Linked DNA regions of Sus scrofa: all the other regions are linked to region 1. Evidence: chromatin contacts called from public HiChIP or PLAC-seq and promoter capture Hi-C data. All regions are on one chromosome and are shown on one strand. The core of a region is the stretch at or near the end of the contact, and the rest is flanking DNA. Distances in the headings are between cores, read along the strand shown. Region 1 holds the start of NRBP1 (nuclear receptor binding protein 1). Region 2 holds the start of AGBL5 (cytosolic carboxypeptidase-like protein 5). Region 3 holds the start of KHK (ketohexokinase). Region 4 holds the start of PREB (prolactin regulatory element-binding protein).

Evidence for each region. Promoter capture Hi-C pulls out the DNA fragments that hold promoters and counts their contacts. HiChIP or PLAC-seq counts read pairs in DNA pulled down with a chosen protein or histone mark.
Region 2: a promoter capture Hi-C map of fetal liver shows a contact between it and region 1, with 2.4 times the contacts expected there. The contact joins the promoter of AGBL5 here to the promoter of NRBP1 in region 1. A contact is called at or near these places in 1 of 5 promoter capture datasets (fetal liver) and 1 of 2 datasets of contacts at active chromatin or transcription factors (alveolar macrophages).
Region 3: a contact with region 1 is called in a promoter capture Hi-C map of fetal liver, with 2.1 times the contacts expected there. The contact joins the promoter of KHK here to the promoter of NRBP1 in region 1. A contact is called at or near these places in 1 of 5 promoter capture datasets (fetal liver) and 1 of 2 datasets of contacts at active chromatin or transcription factors (skeletal muscle).
Region 4: a contact with region 1 is called in an H3K27ac HiChIP or PLAC-seq map of alveolar macrophages. The contact joins the promoter of PREB here to the promoter of NRBP1 in region 1. A contact is called at or near these places in 1 of 47 Hi-C or Micro-C datasets (heart right ventricle) and 1 of 2 datasets of contacts at active chromatin or transcription factors (alveolar macrophages).

What each region holds. Positions count from the first base shown.
Region 1 is chr3:111,731,399-111,734,741 of Sscrofa11.1, forward strand. It overlaps NRBP1 (nuclear receptor binding protein 1), which reads right to left and starts at 1,619. Exons shown (of 18, transcript NM_001244239.1): 1 at 1,480-1,619.
Region 2 is chr3:112,065,476-112,068,818 of Sscrofa11.1, forward strand. AGBL5 (cytosolic carboxypeptidase-like protein 5) reads right to left here and starts at 1,472. Exons shown (of 16, transcript XM_021087715.1): 1 at 933-1,472; 2 at 140-280. TRNAA-AGC (a tRNA gene) reads right to left here and starts at 485; the gene lies at 413-485. TRNAY-GUA (a tRNA gene) reads right to left here and starts at 890; the gene lies at 802-890.
Region 3 is chr3:112,029,968-112,033,310 of Sscrofa11.1, forward strand. KHK (ketohexokinase) reads right to left here and starts at 1,648. Exons shown (of 8, transcript XM_003125300.4): 1 at 979-1,648. The coding sequence starts at 1,070. It overlaps EMILIN1 (EMILIN-1), which reads right to left. Exons shown (of 8, transcript XM_003125303.4): 7 at 3,179-3,316; 8 at 1,943-2,691. The coding sequence ends at 2,363.
Region 4 is chr3:111,990,521-111,993,863 of Sscrofa11.1, forward strand. PREB (prolactin regulatory element-binding protein) reads left to right here and starts at 1,844. Exons shown (of 9, transcript XM_003125297.4): 1 at 1,844-2,208; 2 at 2,786-2,978; 3 at 3,169-3,343. The coding sequence starts at 2,074. It overlaps PRR30 (proline-rich protein 30), which reads left to right. Exons shown (of 2, transcript XM_021088424.1): 2 at 1-966. The coding sequence ends at 48.

The sequences.
Region 1 (3,343 bases), core at 369-2,868:
CTATGTTTATTTCTAAGTCTCTGCCTATCATAGATTTCAGTCAACTAGCCAGAGAAGCTATTATCTGCATGTCTTAGTAATCTATCAGAAAACTCAAGTTAGAGAACATTTTCCTTCTTCTTCCCCTGAAAAGTAGCTAAGAAAATGTAAGAAAGTTCATATGGGTTACTTACTAGAGCAGCTTTATTTAAAGAATGCATCCTGAATCTGAACAGCTAAGTAAAGTTCCCAGTTACATTATAACAAGAAATACCAGGACGTCTTCCCTTACGGCCAAGCGGGTTACCGATCCCGCTTTGCCACAGTGCGGCGCAGGTGGCAACTGCGGCTGAGGTTCAATCCCAGGCCCAGCAACTTCCAAATGCTGTGGCGGGCTTGCCCCCACCTCCCCCTCCGCCCCCAACAAAAAGGAAGTTCTAACACTGGAAGCCAGCAGCCAATGGGCACTAAAGAAACTTCTGGACCCCACTGTAGGGCACGCAAGAGACGCCAAACCTTTATCTGACATAGAGATGCTCTTTGAATGTGCTTGTCCTCTTCCTCCCCAATCCTTCCCCGGTAGGCAAAATGAAGGCAATGCCCTAAATTCCCCAGCACTCCCTCGGCCGATGAGAAAAGCTTCGCAACACTAGGAGTGTTTATCTGGGCGTTCTTCAGAAGTTTAAATGAGATTACACACGGAAAAGGCCATTTTCGCCTCTAAAGGGAATCTCCTCGCCGCCTCCAGCTCCCCCCCCAAGATGCAGTGTTCACTTCAAAGCAATGTAGGTAGATTGTTGCAAAGTTTTTTTCCTGCCAAGTTTTTCATTTATTGGACTGCAGCTTCTCAGCATTTCAACTCCTCAGCCACAGCTCGCAGGCCACAGGCCTCACGACCGCCCTCAACCAGAGCGGACCACAGAGGGCCTGAGACTGCAGGCCCGTCCAGTCGGATATAAAGCAAGCTCGGGGAGGAATTTCACACTCCAACAGGTCGCCCAGCCCACTGTCTGCGAAGGCGCGCGGGGCCCCGGGCAGGCCCTGCGGGGAGCGCCAGCCACCTCATCAAAGGCCGGCCGGGCGGCGCCGACAGGGGCGCAGGCCACGCCCCCGCGCAGTCGGCACGCCGGCCCCGCGAGCAGGCGCGGCCCGACGCTGCGCTTCCGCAGGCCGCCGGGCCGCGACCGCCGCCCCCGCCCCCGCCCCCGCCGCCAGCCCCGCCTCTCGCCAGCCGGAGTTCGACACCAATGCCGGGGCCTCGCGCCCCGCGCCCCGCACAATTCTGGGAGCCGCCGCCGCTCGCAGCGGTCCGGGAGGGCCGGGCAGGGGCTCGGGGGGCGAGGTGGCCCTCGGCTCCAGCGGGCTGGGCCTTGCTCGCCAAGTGAGCAGGGCCGCCTCCAGACACCCGCCTGCCCGGGTCCCACGGTCCGGGCCGCGGAGGCCCGTCCTGCCGTCCTCTTGCCGCAACCCTCTCTCCCCCTCGGTCCCCTCGGCGCTCACCTCCCGACTCCGCACCCTCGGTCTGCGCTTCAGCTTCAGCTCGGGTTCCGGGGCCCCGGATCCGAAAGACTCCCTCACAGCTGCGCTCCGCGGCGCAACCGAACTGCGGGCCCCGCCCTCGCGGCGTCCGGACGAACAGATGGGCGGTGCCGCACGGCCGTTGGGTTTCCATTGGACAGGGCGGCCAGGGTGGGCGGTACCCCGGGCGGACTGTCGCTGGTAGGGGTTGTCTTCAACCCGGTCTCCTCCCCTTGAGCTTGTCCGGCTGAGACCTCTGGGAGGGTTCCGTGTATTCGCTCTCAACTGGGGCTCGTCTGTGTCCACCCCTTCTGTCCAGTCCTTGTGCCCCCGATAGTTCTGCTGGGCGAAAGGAAAGCCTTCCCCTCTTCTTGAAGGCGCCATGACAGTTCTAGTCCGACCGAAAGACAAAAGGGGTGAAAGACGTAGCCTCAATCCGAAAAGAGCGCCCACCCACTTTGATTATACGGGAGTGAGACTGCGCAGGACGTCAATTCTTCAGAAAACTTTTTTTTTTTTAATTAGTGAACACATTAACGCAGAACTAATGGTTAACGCTTGGCAATTGGATAATACTGATTATTTGCCAGAGCTTTGCAAGAGGTTTTCATAGATGTTTTCTCGCTTGTCTGTCATGAGAAATTGAAATTTGTCATGCAAGAGTAGTTAACGAATGCAAAAATATCAAACCAGCGGCATTAAACGATTTACCGAAAGTTGGTAAGAACCAAATCCCATGCATGTAAGATTTATTTAAAAAGACTTTCTTGAAAAGATGTTTGGAAAGAATTTAGATCGTTAGGAGATAAAACGATGATATGGATGAGCCCATTGATCTTTGAGAACTAAACCTGTGGCGAAGGAAAGATAACTCTGCTCTTAGGCACGTACTGTGGAAGGAAGAAGATGAATCAGTCATCACTGCTTGGGAATGTCATAATCACCAAACTTCATTGCCCTTGAAGGGACTCTCTAATCCTGTTTAACTGGGAGAAAGGAAGGCTTCTGGCAAATGCCCTCTAACTTTCCAGCTCTTCATCTCAAAATATTTATTTTAAAATCAGACTTTCTTAAAAAACAAGAATCCGACTAAGAACCATGAGGTTGCAGGTTCGATCCCTGGCCTTGCTCGGTGAGTTAAGGATTCTGCGTTGCCGTGAGCTGTGGTGTATGTAGGTCGAAGACTCGGCTCGGATCCCGCGTTGCTGTGGCTCTGGCATAGGCCAGCCGCTACAGCTCCAATCGACCCCTAGCCTGGGAACCTCCATATGCCCTGGGAAGAGGCCCTAGAAAAGGCAAAAAAGACAAACAAAAAACAACAACAAAAAAAACCCCAGACTTCCTTCCTTGGTTCTTTCACCTTTAAAAGAGGTTGAACACTCTTAGAAAGCTGATGAAACTTTGTTTTTTGGGGTTTTTTGCTCGTTTGTTTTTTGTCTTTTTAGGGCCACACCCTCGGCATATGGAGGTTACCAGGCTGGGGTCTAATCAGAACTGTAGCCGCTGGCCTACACAGCAACAATGGATATTGTTCTATCCCTGGCCTTACTCAGTGGGTTAAGAATGCAGTGTTGTGGTGAGCTGTGGTGTAGGTCGCAGACGTGGCTTGGATCCTGCGTTGCTGTGGCTGTGGTGTAGGCTGGCAGCTACAGCTCCAATTTATCCCCTAGCCTGGGAACCTCCATGTGCCGCGGGTGCAGCCCTAAAAAGCCCCCCCAAAAAAAGAAGGGGGGGATCTTTATTTTAAACTCAAAGGTGTTCCTCCTTCTCTCCAGATGAACATTTTCACCTTGTGGACTCCAAAGCAATTGAACACCTGGCCCATGCTAAACATTCAATATCAGTT
Region 2 (3,343 bases), core at 222-2,721, 330 kb after region 1:
CCGCGGTGCCGGGACCCCGCTCTGCCAGGAAACAAGAAGTCTCTCGCCTATTGGCCACGGGGACAGCTGGCTACCCGCCCAGTAAGGCTCGCTGCCATTGGTCAGCACGCCGGGGTTGCCTCGCACGTTTGGCGGGTACCTGAGCCGGTACCGTTTACGGGACTCCGCCCGCAGGCCGGGCGGGAGGGTTCCGCCCGCGTCTTCGTAGAAGGCAGTTAACGGACTGCCCGCCGGGAGGAGGAAAAGACAAAGTCACCAAGAAGGGCACCGGAAGACTCATCTGCAAAAATAAAAGGACCGTATGCGAATCCAAGCATTGCCTACTGTACTATTCTGTGAATTATGAAACGCCCACCTAGTCCACCCTCTCCTAAGGTTTAGGGATTCTCCAACGCGTAGAGCAAAAACCGAGTGGAGGATGCGGGCATCGATCCCGCTACCTCTCGCATGCTAAGCGAGCGCTCTACCATTTGAGCTAATCCCCCGGCTGCTGCTGAAGTCCTTCCCTTTGCCTTACAGGTTGTTCTGGGGTGTCCACTGACAAGAGCACCCACTATAATTCAGAATATTCGTTCAGTTCTCGAGTGCAGTGGAGCCAGTGCAGTGGTATCACTGCAAGATTTTTTAAAGCAAGCATATAATAATTACACGCAAGCAATAATAAGGCCTACGTAACTTACAAGAGAGCGTGCTGAGTACTTGCTGCATACATGCACGGAGCAGCGGCAGTGCTCATTCAAACATTCTAGGTAAAGCCTTTTTTCCCGAAACGGGTAGGGGTTTAAAAAACGTCAGACGAAGTCCTTCGAGCCGGAATCGAACCAGCGACCTAAGGATTGCCAGGGGTAATCCACTACAGTCCTCCGCTCTACCAACTGAGCTATCGAAGGCTCCGCTGTTTCCCAAAGCTGCGGATGTCCTCTAATACTTACCAAGATCGCACTCCTTCAGGGTCTCAATGGTTTTCCCGTGCCCTGGTCTCCAGCTCCTCTAGGCTGCACAGAACAGAGGAAGCCGGAGACAGAGGCGCGAGCAATGGAAGCTGCCAAAGGAGCCACTTTCCAGCCCTAGACGAAGGAAACACCGGCAATACACTTCCGTTTCCTTGCTTTTTACGAAGCGATACCCCCACCCCTCACGCGCGGTGGCTTCTACAGAACTGCGGACGCTTAGAGATCTGGCCTACAACCCTGACTTCTGGACCCCATTTCTCGGGTGGGGCGGGTACGCACAGGTGGTCAAAAATCTCCCCGCGCCGGCCGGGTTTGCAAACCCCGACGGCTTACGTTAGCTATTTCCGCCCCTCGTTTCCCTCGGGTTTCTCCGGAGGCGCCAATAATATCCTACTGCCTTCCTGATGTGAAGGACATTCATTCAGTCGATTACCCCACGTTTGTCAGGATCTCTTCCGCCTGAGAGCAGGAAAGATACAAACCACGGAGCTGCAGGAGACGAGCCGGGCGGCGCAGCAGTGTTGCGCTGGACGCCAGGGATTAACCACTGCGGGCGGGGCCCTAAACCCGGCAGGGAGTCGGGCGGCTCAGTTCCACCCGGCCCCCTCCCCTGCCCGCCTCACACCTGCACCTCTCTCTTTCGGGGACTGCATGCCAGCGGCCCACAATCCTTTGACCAACCAAAGGCTCCTGGGGTTTTAAAACAAAGAAACAAACCTAAACCCCAGCTAGAGCGTGGAGTTTTGCTTCGCGATGTGGCGGGGTGCGTGTTCGGGGAGACCTGCTCTCCATTGCCAGCTCTGCGGCAACTGTTTATGCTACCTGGAATCACAGTCGCCCGGGCAGATCCAGGTCGGGCGATGATTTCAAGCCCCTTGTAGCTCCGATATTTTATGGGGTCTCTCCGGCTGAGCTTTAAATCGGAGGTTTCACTGACCACAACACGAGGTTCACCTTGGGCCCATCCGCAAAGCAGGAGATGAATATTTTCGCATTGATGTACCGCTATAACTTTATTCTGCCGCTGCAAATGCTACCATTGTGTCTGAGAGCGTTAACTTGGGGTAGTTTTCTCGGAGCGGTGTTTAGCGCTCTCACCCTTGTTCTTGAGGGGAGGCCGGGGCTGGAAAGCAGAACATATTTAATTAGGTTGCTTTGGGTTGTTTTTGTTTGTTTGAGCGAAATTCACATAACAGTTCTAAAGTATGACCTATTCAAAAGCAGGAACAATTCAGTGGCATTTGGTGCGTTCTCCATGTTGTGCAAATGATCACCCTCTCTAGCTGAAAAACTTTTAAAAAATCACCGTAGAAGAACACCGGGTGTGCAGGTCACCCAGCCCCTGGGAACAGGTCATCCACATTCTGTCTTCAGGAATTTGCCTTTTCTGGAGATTTCATATATAAGAAATCATAAACGATGTGGCCTTTGGTGTCTAATTCCTTTCACTTTAAAAAATTGAAGGGTAGTTGATTTACAATGTTGTGTTAGGTTCGAGTGTACAGCAGAGTGATTCAGAATATATATATATAACAATATGAGTATTGCTCCCTGTGCTATAGTAAGGGAGTTGGTAAGTCCTTGTTACCTATCTATTTTTAGCATAATATCATAATATCATATGATTATCATAATATTTCGAGACATCCAAATGGTGGCATGTATCAGTACTCCGTCCCTTTGTACAGCTAAATAATATTTCATTCCTTTGTTTATCTGTTCTTCTGCTTATGGATCTCTAGGCTATTTAATCCTTTTGTCTTTTATGAATAGCAGTGCTATAAACATTGGTGTACAAGTTTCTGTGTGTTTTCATTTCTCTTGGTGTACTCCTAGGAATGGGATTGCTGAGTTTTATGGTAATTAGATGTTTAACTCTTTGACGACTGCCAAATTGTTTTCCACAGCAGTTGAACAATTTTCCAAATCCCACGGCCAATGTAGGAGGGTTCCAATTTCTCCAACATTTATTTTCTATTTTTTTTATTGTAGCAATGTTTCAATACATTGAGATCAATTAATAATAAGCAAATATGCCATTAAGGCTTCTTTGAGATCATCATTTGAATAGCCATTTCTCTTTTGCTTTTTACCAAAATGTGTTGAAATATCTATCCTATTGTCAGACGCAGTTTATATCCAAATTTTCACTGTTAATAGAGCTATAATAAATGTTCTTTTTAAATTTATTAAAGTATAGTTGATTTAGTCTTGTATCAATTTCTGTTGTATGGCAAAGTGACCCAGTCACACATACACATACATCCTTTTTCTCATACTATCTCCCATCATGTTCTATCCCAAGAGATTGCATATAGTTCCCTGTGCTATAAAATAGGACCTCATTGCTTATCCGTTTGACATGTAATAGTTTGCATCTACAAACCCCA
Region 3 (3,343 bases), core at 398-2,897, 300 kb after region 1:
GAGACAGCCACGGATTCTGCTGCACAGAAGTGGTCTTGGGATTAGAGTGTTAACGGTTTGGTTCTTATCAAGAGTAAATATAGGAACCAACACATGACTCTTCAACTTCTACCAGACAACCGAGTGGGATGGTGTCCACTATGTTGTTACTGACTGCTGTCAAAAGGATTTCTGGGAAACTTCTGGAATTCAGCACCAGGGAGAAGTCTCATGAGCCAGCTCTACCCACAACTCACAGCATCTCCAAATGTGCCTGCACAGCCAGCAAGCTCTGAGCTACAGTGAAGCTCAAACATCATGGTTTCAAATGCTCTTGAACAGTCTAACTGCATATCTTCTTGGAAGTGACCTCGATTTTCTTTTTTTTTTTTTAAAGAAACAGATGAGCTCTCTATGTGGTAAATATATTAGAAGTCAGTGCCGGTGAGAGGCGGGCATATAGGTCTTGCTATTAAAAAGGAAAAAACTGGAGTTCCGGTCGTGGCTCATCCTCATGGAAACTAGTACAGCTGAGCCACAACCGGCACATCCCTGGCCTCCCTCGGTGGGTTAAGGATCCGACGTTGCCATGAGCTGCGGTGTGGGTCTCAGACGCAGCTCGGATCCAGCATTGTTATGGCTGTGCTGTAAGGCCACCCCTAGCCTGGGAACTTCCATATGCCGCAGGTAAGGCCCTAAAAAAGACCAAAAAAAAAGGAAAACACAAAGAAACTGGCCCTGCATGCACCTTCTTAGCTGCTTGCCCTCGCATAAGTCACTGCGACTCTCGGGGTCTCTATTTGCTTACTCGGTAAAATGAGGACAATGATGTCTGACCCGGTCCCAGGGTGGAAATGGGAACCGGCGAACACAATGCACTCAAGGCCACAGGCAGAGGGCACGGGGCCCCGGCTCCGCAGCCCCGTATTCTTGGTCGCCGGGCACAAGGCGGCGGCGGCAGCGGTCCCTGAGGTTTCCGAGAGGCCCGGGCATCCCTACCTGCTGTCCGTGTCCTCCTCCGGGTACTTGTCCACCACATTGATGATGTCCAGCACCACTAGCCCCACGCACAGGATCTGCTTCTCTTCCATGAGGCCGCTCCCGGAGCTTTCTCGGCTGGCCCGGCTGACGGGCTTCCTCCCGGGCTCGGCCTCTTATCTTGGAGGATCGTGTCCCGCTCGCAGGGGCTGTCCTGGCTCCTCCTCCGCGTCCTGAGCTCCTCCTCCAGGGAGTCTCCTCCGGCGGCGAGGGGTGCAGTGGGGTGCAGGGGACGGAGCCGGGCTCCTGCCCCCCACACCCACCGACCCCAGCGGGCCTGGGAGCGCAGACCCCGAGGTCTTGGTCCCCGGCTTTCGCTCAGCAGGCTGCGCGGCCCAGGAGATGGCTCCGCTTCCCACTTCTCGCCCTCAGTTTCCTCATTTGTCCGACGGACTCCGACTACCGCAAATCTCTCTAAAGCGCGGCTGGGCACCCTCTTGAATGCCAAGACAAAGTGGCAGCAGAAAGGCATCCCTTGCCCTGCCTCCCAGCACCTAGACGGGCGGCGTGAAGCAGGGCCTCGCAGCTACGGCCCGAGCCGGGCATCCCGAGCCGCCGCGGCTTGCGCTGTCCCGGCAGCCCCGCCCCCGAGCCTCGGCCAATCCCAGCGCGAGTCTAGCCTCCGTGGTGGAGCAGCGAGGGCCCGCGAGGTGAGCGGCGGCGGTCACGTGACGGCAGGCCCGCCTAGCGGCGCCGCGGTCCCGGCTTCCAGCGCCCTCTGGCGGACGCCCGCAGCAAGGGCGCGACCAGGAGGCAGGCCCCGCTGCGGCTCCAAGGGGGCGGGAGCCCTTCTGGCCCGCGCGTCCGGAGCAAGGGCTGGCAGAGCCACCCAGGCAGAGCGCAGAGCTCAAGCGGGGTCCGGGGTCCCAGGCTCTCTCGCCCCGTCCCCTGTGTACGCCTGTCTACGCTTGAACACACGCTGGAGTAAACGGCCTTTTTTTGTTGTATTTTGTTTTTTTTAGAAAAACCAAATGTCTTTATTCCTGAATAGTTTAGTATGGCGGTGGGGTCCCGAGGCCCCTCGAGAGAGAGCCCTGGAGCCCAGGGACTCGGTCTAGAGGCCAGCTGGGGGAGCAAAGGGTGCGAGGATTGGCTCCTCCGCAGTCCGGGTCTTGCAGGGGACGGCGATCAGTCCGAAAGTCTGAACGAGGGAACCCGAGTCCCCGACCCGGCGCGCTCCGACCGTGGGAAGGAGGCTGCTCCGGGCGCCTGTGCCGCGGCGGGTACGGAAACGGCGGCTCGCCCGGAGTCAGCGCCCAGTCCCAGGCGAGACCCGGCGAGCCCGCCGCCCCCGCTGGCTCTTTGGCGGGCGGTAGCCGGCGGCCCAGCCCCCTGTCTACACCTGTTACAGCTCCTGGTCCTCGTAGAGCAGGGCTCCGCTGAAGATGGTGAGCGGCTCCTCCGAGTGCGCCAGCTGCCCCATGACCAGGTCGATGCAGACCGTATCCCCGGCCTGCAGCGGCAGGATAAGGCTGAAGACGCCTAGGGCGCCCGGGCTGGGCTGGCTCTCGGCCACCGGCTTATTCTCCAGGCCCTCAGGCTCGTAGCCACCGGAGTCTATGCGGGCCACACCCAGGTTGGAGCGCGACAGCACGGCCTCCACTTTCTCGTGCCGATGCCCAGTCAGCACCGCACTCAGCAAGTAGCGTCCAGCCAGAGGGGCGGTGAACACGCCTGGGGACAACGGTGGCAGTCAGGAGGGAGACAGGTGGCAGGGGCCAGGAAGGTGTCTGGGAGCCCATCCAGAGCTCCTAGACTAGGGAGGGGCCCACTGGGAGCTTTGCCTCCCTTCTGCGAGAATGTAAGCTCCACAACAGCGGGGAAATGGGTGCTTTGTTCATTTCTGAATCGCCAGCATTTAAAACAGTGCCTGGGCAAGAGCAGGCCGCCCATAAAGAGCTGTGGGAAGATGGGCTCTTCCCTTCCCACCCCAGTCCTCAGCCCTCTGGTGAGAATGATGAAATGAAGGAAAGATTAATGAAGATTAAATGATTGAAGATTAAAAGATTAAATGAAGGAAATGACTAATGAAGGAAAGAACAAGGGTCTCCCCAAACCAGAGAATGAAAAGATTCAGCTTGTCTGAAGAGGCAAGAGCGCGGGCATCACTGCCCCGCCTCCCTGATTCCCGCAGTGCCCAGCCGCCCACTGCCCAGCTTACCAGTCTGTGGATCATAGTAGCCCCCGTCATTGAGCAGGACTCTGTCAAAGGGCACTGTGCCTGGTTCGGACCGGGGCAAACTCAGGGCAGCTGAAAACGCCACCCGGGGCACAGAGGCTGCTGGTGCCCCCTCCACTCCTGGGTGGGGGTGGGGAGGGTGTCAGA
Region 4 (3,343 bases), core at 594-3,093, 260 kb after region 1:
AAGAGGCCTGCCTCTCCAGAACCCATTCACGGAAGGCCACCACCCTAATTCTGGACCCACGGAGGCTCCCTGGAGTGCCTCCTCTGAACCCCATGGTCCCTGCCAGGCCCCAGATCTCAGGGAGCCCCCAAAACACTCTGAAGGGCTGGCTGGCTGGAGCTCAGGTGTGTTCTCCAGTCCTGAACCCTGGAAGCCCCTTGTGGAGTCTGCTCTCTCCTGGCTGAAGGGGACCAAGCGCTCCTGAGGCCCCACTCAGCCTTCAGTGAATCCAATAAAGCCTGACCCTGCAACACTGGTTCTTGTGTCTTGCTGAGCAGATACAGTGCAGGAGGGCTCTACCTTCAGGGGGACCAGAACCCAACAAGGGGTGGGGGAAGAGTCAAAGGAAAACAGAAGGGCCAGGGAGAGTGGATGCCATGAACCTGAGGAGGGCAAGGGACCCACATGGATCTGAGATGTGCAGAGGGCTCTGTCAGGCCCTTCACACAATTCAATTCGGTGGACAGATAATAGCATCCTTAGAGATGAAGCCACTGGGCCCCCTCCTCTCACTGCACCTTAGGTTGTAAGGACTCAGGCCCATGTGGCCAGGGGAGCAGCAGGAGGGGACTCCTTGCAGGGAAGGGCAGGCCTAGCGTTCACACGAAGAAACATAGCACCCTTGAGGCAGAATGTTAACTCAGGTAGTCAGTGTAGGAGCATGGGCTTCCACGCATTCTGTGATATTAACATGTGTGGCTTAAGGGCTCCAGGGAGTAACATCCCCACAGCCCTTGTTTATTATAGGGAATGTACCTACCCCCAGATGGACATTAATCCCTAATCCCCCGTGACTCAGTTTACGGAAAGAAGAGGACAAAGAAACTCTGAGACTCACGGGACATTTCCATCCCTAGGACCCTATTGGACAAGGACTGACATACATAACTAAGCAAGGCCAATGGGAGAAGACCACATCTCTCTGGGCCCCACCTTGGTACCCCCCCAACTTTAAGGAATAAAACCCCCTATAGGACAATAGAGAAAGGGGGCTCCTCTCCCCCCTCCCAGCAACCCTGGGAGCGATCTACCTGCCTTTAATAAAAACTTTGCTTGCTTGCTGCCTGTGTGTTCGCAGAGTTCATTCTTTGACTGCCGTGAACAAGAACCCCGATTCGGGTATCATCTTTCTGGCATCACCTTCACTACCGTGATCAGAAACCCCAGAGACCCCTCGGAAGGGTAGGGGGCCAGGCCAAAACCTGCCCTGCCTGGTGGTCGAGTGGCCGCCCTCTGAGGGTATCAGAGGGGAGCAGCCCCCACCCACAAACCCCCAGCCGGAGGAGCAGGTGCAGAGCCTTCAGAATGGCCAGCACCCACCTCCGCCAAGGAAGAGGGCCGGTGTTGTTAGGGCAGGGAGCGGTTTTCTCATAACAGAAAGCGGTGGATTCCATGTTTGAAGCCAGGTCTGTTTTTAAAGTCCACGCTGCCTCGGTTAAGAGGCAGGGGACACAAGTCACATTTCCGGAGTGTGACCTGGGACAAAGACTTCATCTCGGGGGTAAAACGCAGAGGCTGCGCTTGACGAGTCTGCGTGTCACTCCTGAGGTGTGGACTGTCCTGATTCAAGAATTTCTTTATTGAAGGTTTATTCACGTCCCTGAACCTTTATTAGCTTCCCCTGCTGCTCCAGAACCACCAAAGATGCTTCCGTGAGGCGGGTACGTTCCCGCAAAAAGATGGCGGAACCCGTCGTCCCAACGCGGGCGGAGAACGGAATCCCGGCGCGGAGGTTCCGCCTGCCCGCGGCCGGCTAGTGCTGACGCGTATGGGCCGCCCTGCGCCTGCGCGGGGAGAGCGGGCTCGCTGCGCTTGCGCACTGCGCGTTGGCGAGACCGGGTTTGCCGGCCCGGGGCAGTGACAGGGATCCTTGTGTGTGGTTACGGTTTCGGCTTCCCGGTGGCAGGGAGAGGGGTCTGGGGTCCTCTGGCGGCCACAGGACCGACGTCAGCCGCGGCCGGAACCACAGTCGAAGGCCGGGCGCGGCATGTCCCGGGTGCCTCGACGCAGGCAGTGAGGCGCGCGGCGAGCGGGATGGGTCGACGCCGGGCGCCAGAGCTGTACCGGGCCCCGTTCCCGTTGTACGCGCTTCAGGTCGAGCCAAGCGCGGGGCTGCTCATCGCGGCGGGCGGAGGAGGTGCTGCCAAGACCGGTATAAAGAACGGCGTGGTGAGAGTACAGGGCCCCTGGGGCCGGGTCGCGCGCCGCGGGCTCAGGGCGATTCTGGGAGGGTCTCGGGGGCGGGCCGCACTCTTGCTTCGGACCCTTCCTCTCTCTCGGGTGGGAATGCTGGGCTTGCCGGGCGTCCCGGCGCGAGTTTCAGTCGAGAACTCGCTCACCGGTCAATTGAAAGACTCCTAAGGTAAAGTGAAAGCTGCACATAGCGCTGCCTAGGCAGGAACCTTTCGACTCAACCTCAGGCTCAGTTCTAGGGGTCTTATCCCGGCTTTTTCCAGGGTGGCCACCTGGGCTTGTCTGTCTGCCCTCTAGCAGCGGCGAGAGTGCAGCATAAACTAAGTGTTTTCACTTTTCTGGGCGTCAGCCTATTGTTCTGCAAACTAGAGGTGACCAGCCAACCTTGCTTGCTGTCCAGCCTCGTGAGGCTCAAAAAAAAAAAAAAAAAAAGTTGGAAAAAGTTTTGAAGTAGAAGGTGCAGTAAGCAAGGGGTAGGGCATCAGACCATAAGAGGAAAGTTGGCCTCGAGGTGCCCTCTGAGCCTTGCTCACCCTGGTTCCCTCTCCCACAGCACTTTCTGCAGCTAGAGCGGATTCATGGGCACCTCAGTGCCTCTCTGCTCCACTCCCATGACACGGAGACTCGCGCCACCATGAACTTGGCGCTGGCTGGCAACATCCTTGCTGCAGGGCAGGATGCCCGCTGTCAGCTCTTGCGCTTCCAGACCCAACAGCAGAAGGGCAAAAACAAGGCAGAGAAGGCAGGTGAGAGCCCCCTCTCTAGCTTTGGGCAAAGGGTTAAGTAAGATCTCTTTCGCCTTGGTCTCTGAAGAAGTGGGGGCTGGAGGCAGGGTTATGGTAGCAGAGGCCAGAAGCTCGAGGGTCACCCCTGGAGAGGGGGACCGGTTCCGCTTACTCCAGAAGCGTGGAACGTGGCAGGTTGTTTGTGTTGCAGCTTCCAAGGAGCAGGGGCCTCGACAGAGGAAAGGGGCTGCCCCAGCAGAGAAGAAGTCTGGAGCTGAAACCCACCAGGAGGGGTTAGAATTCAGCGTAGAGAATTTGCAGGCCGTGCAGACAGACTTCAGCCCTGACCCACTGCAGAAAGTTGTACGCTTCAACCATGATGCTAC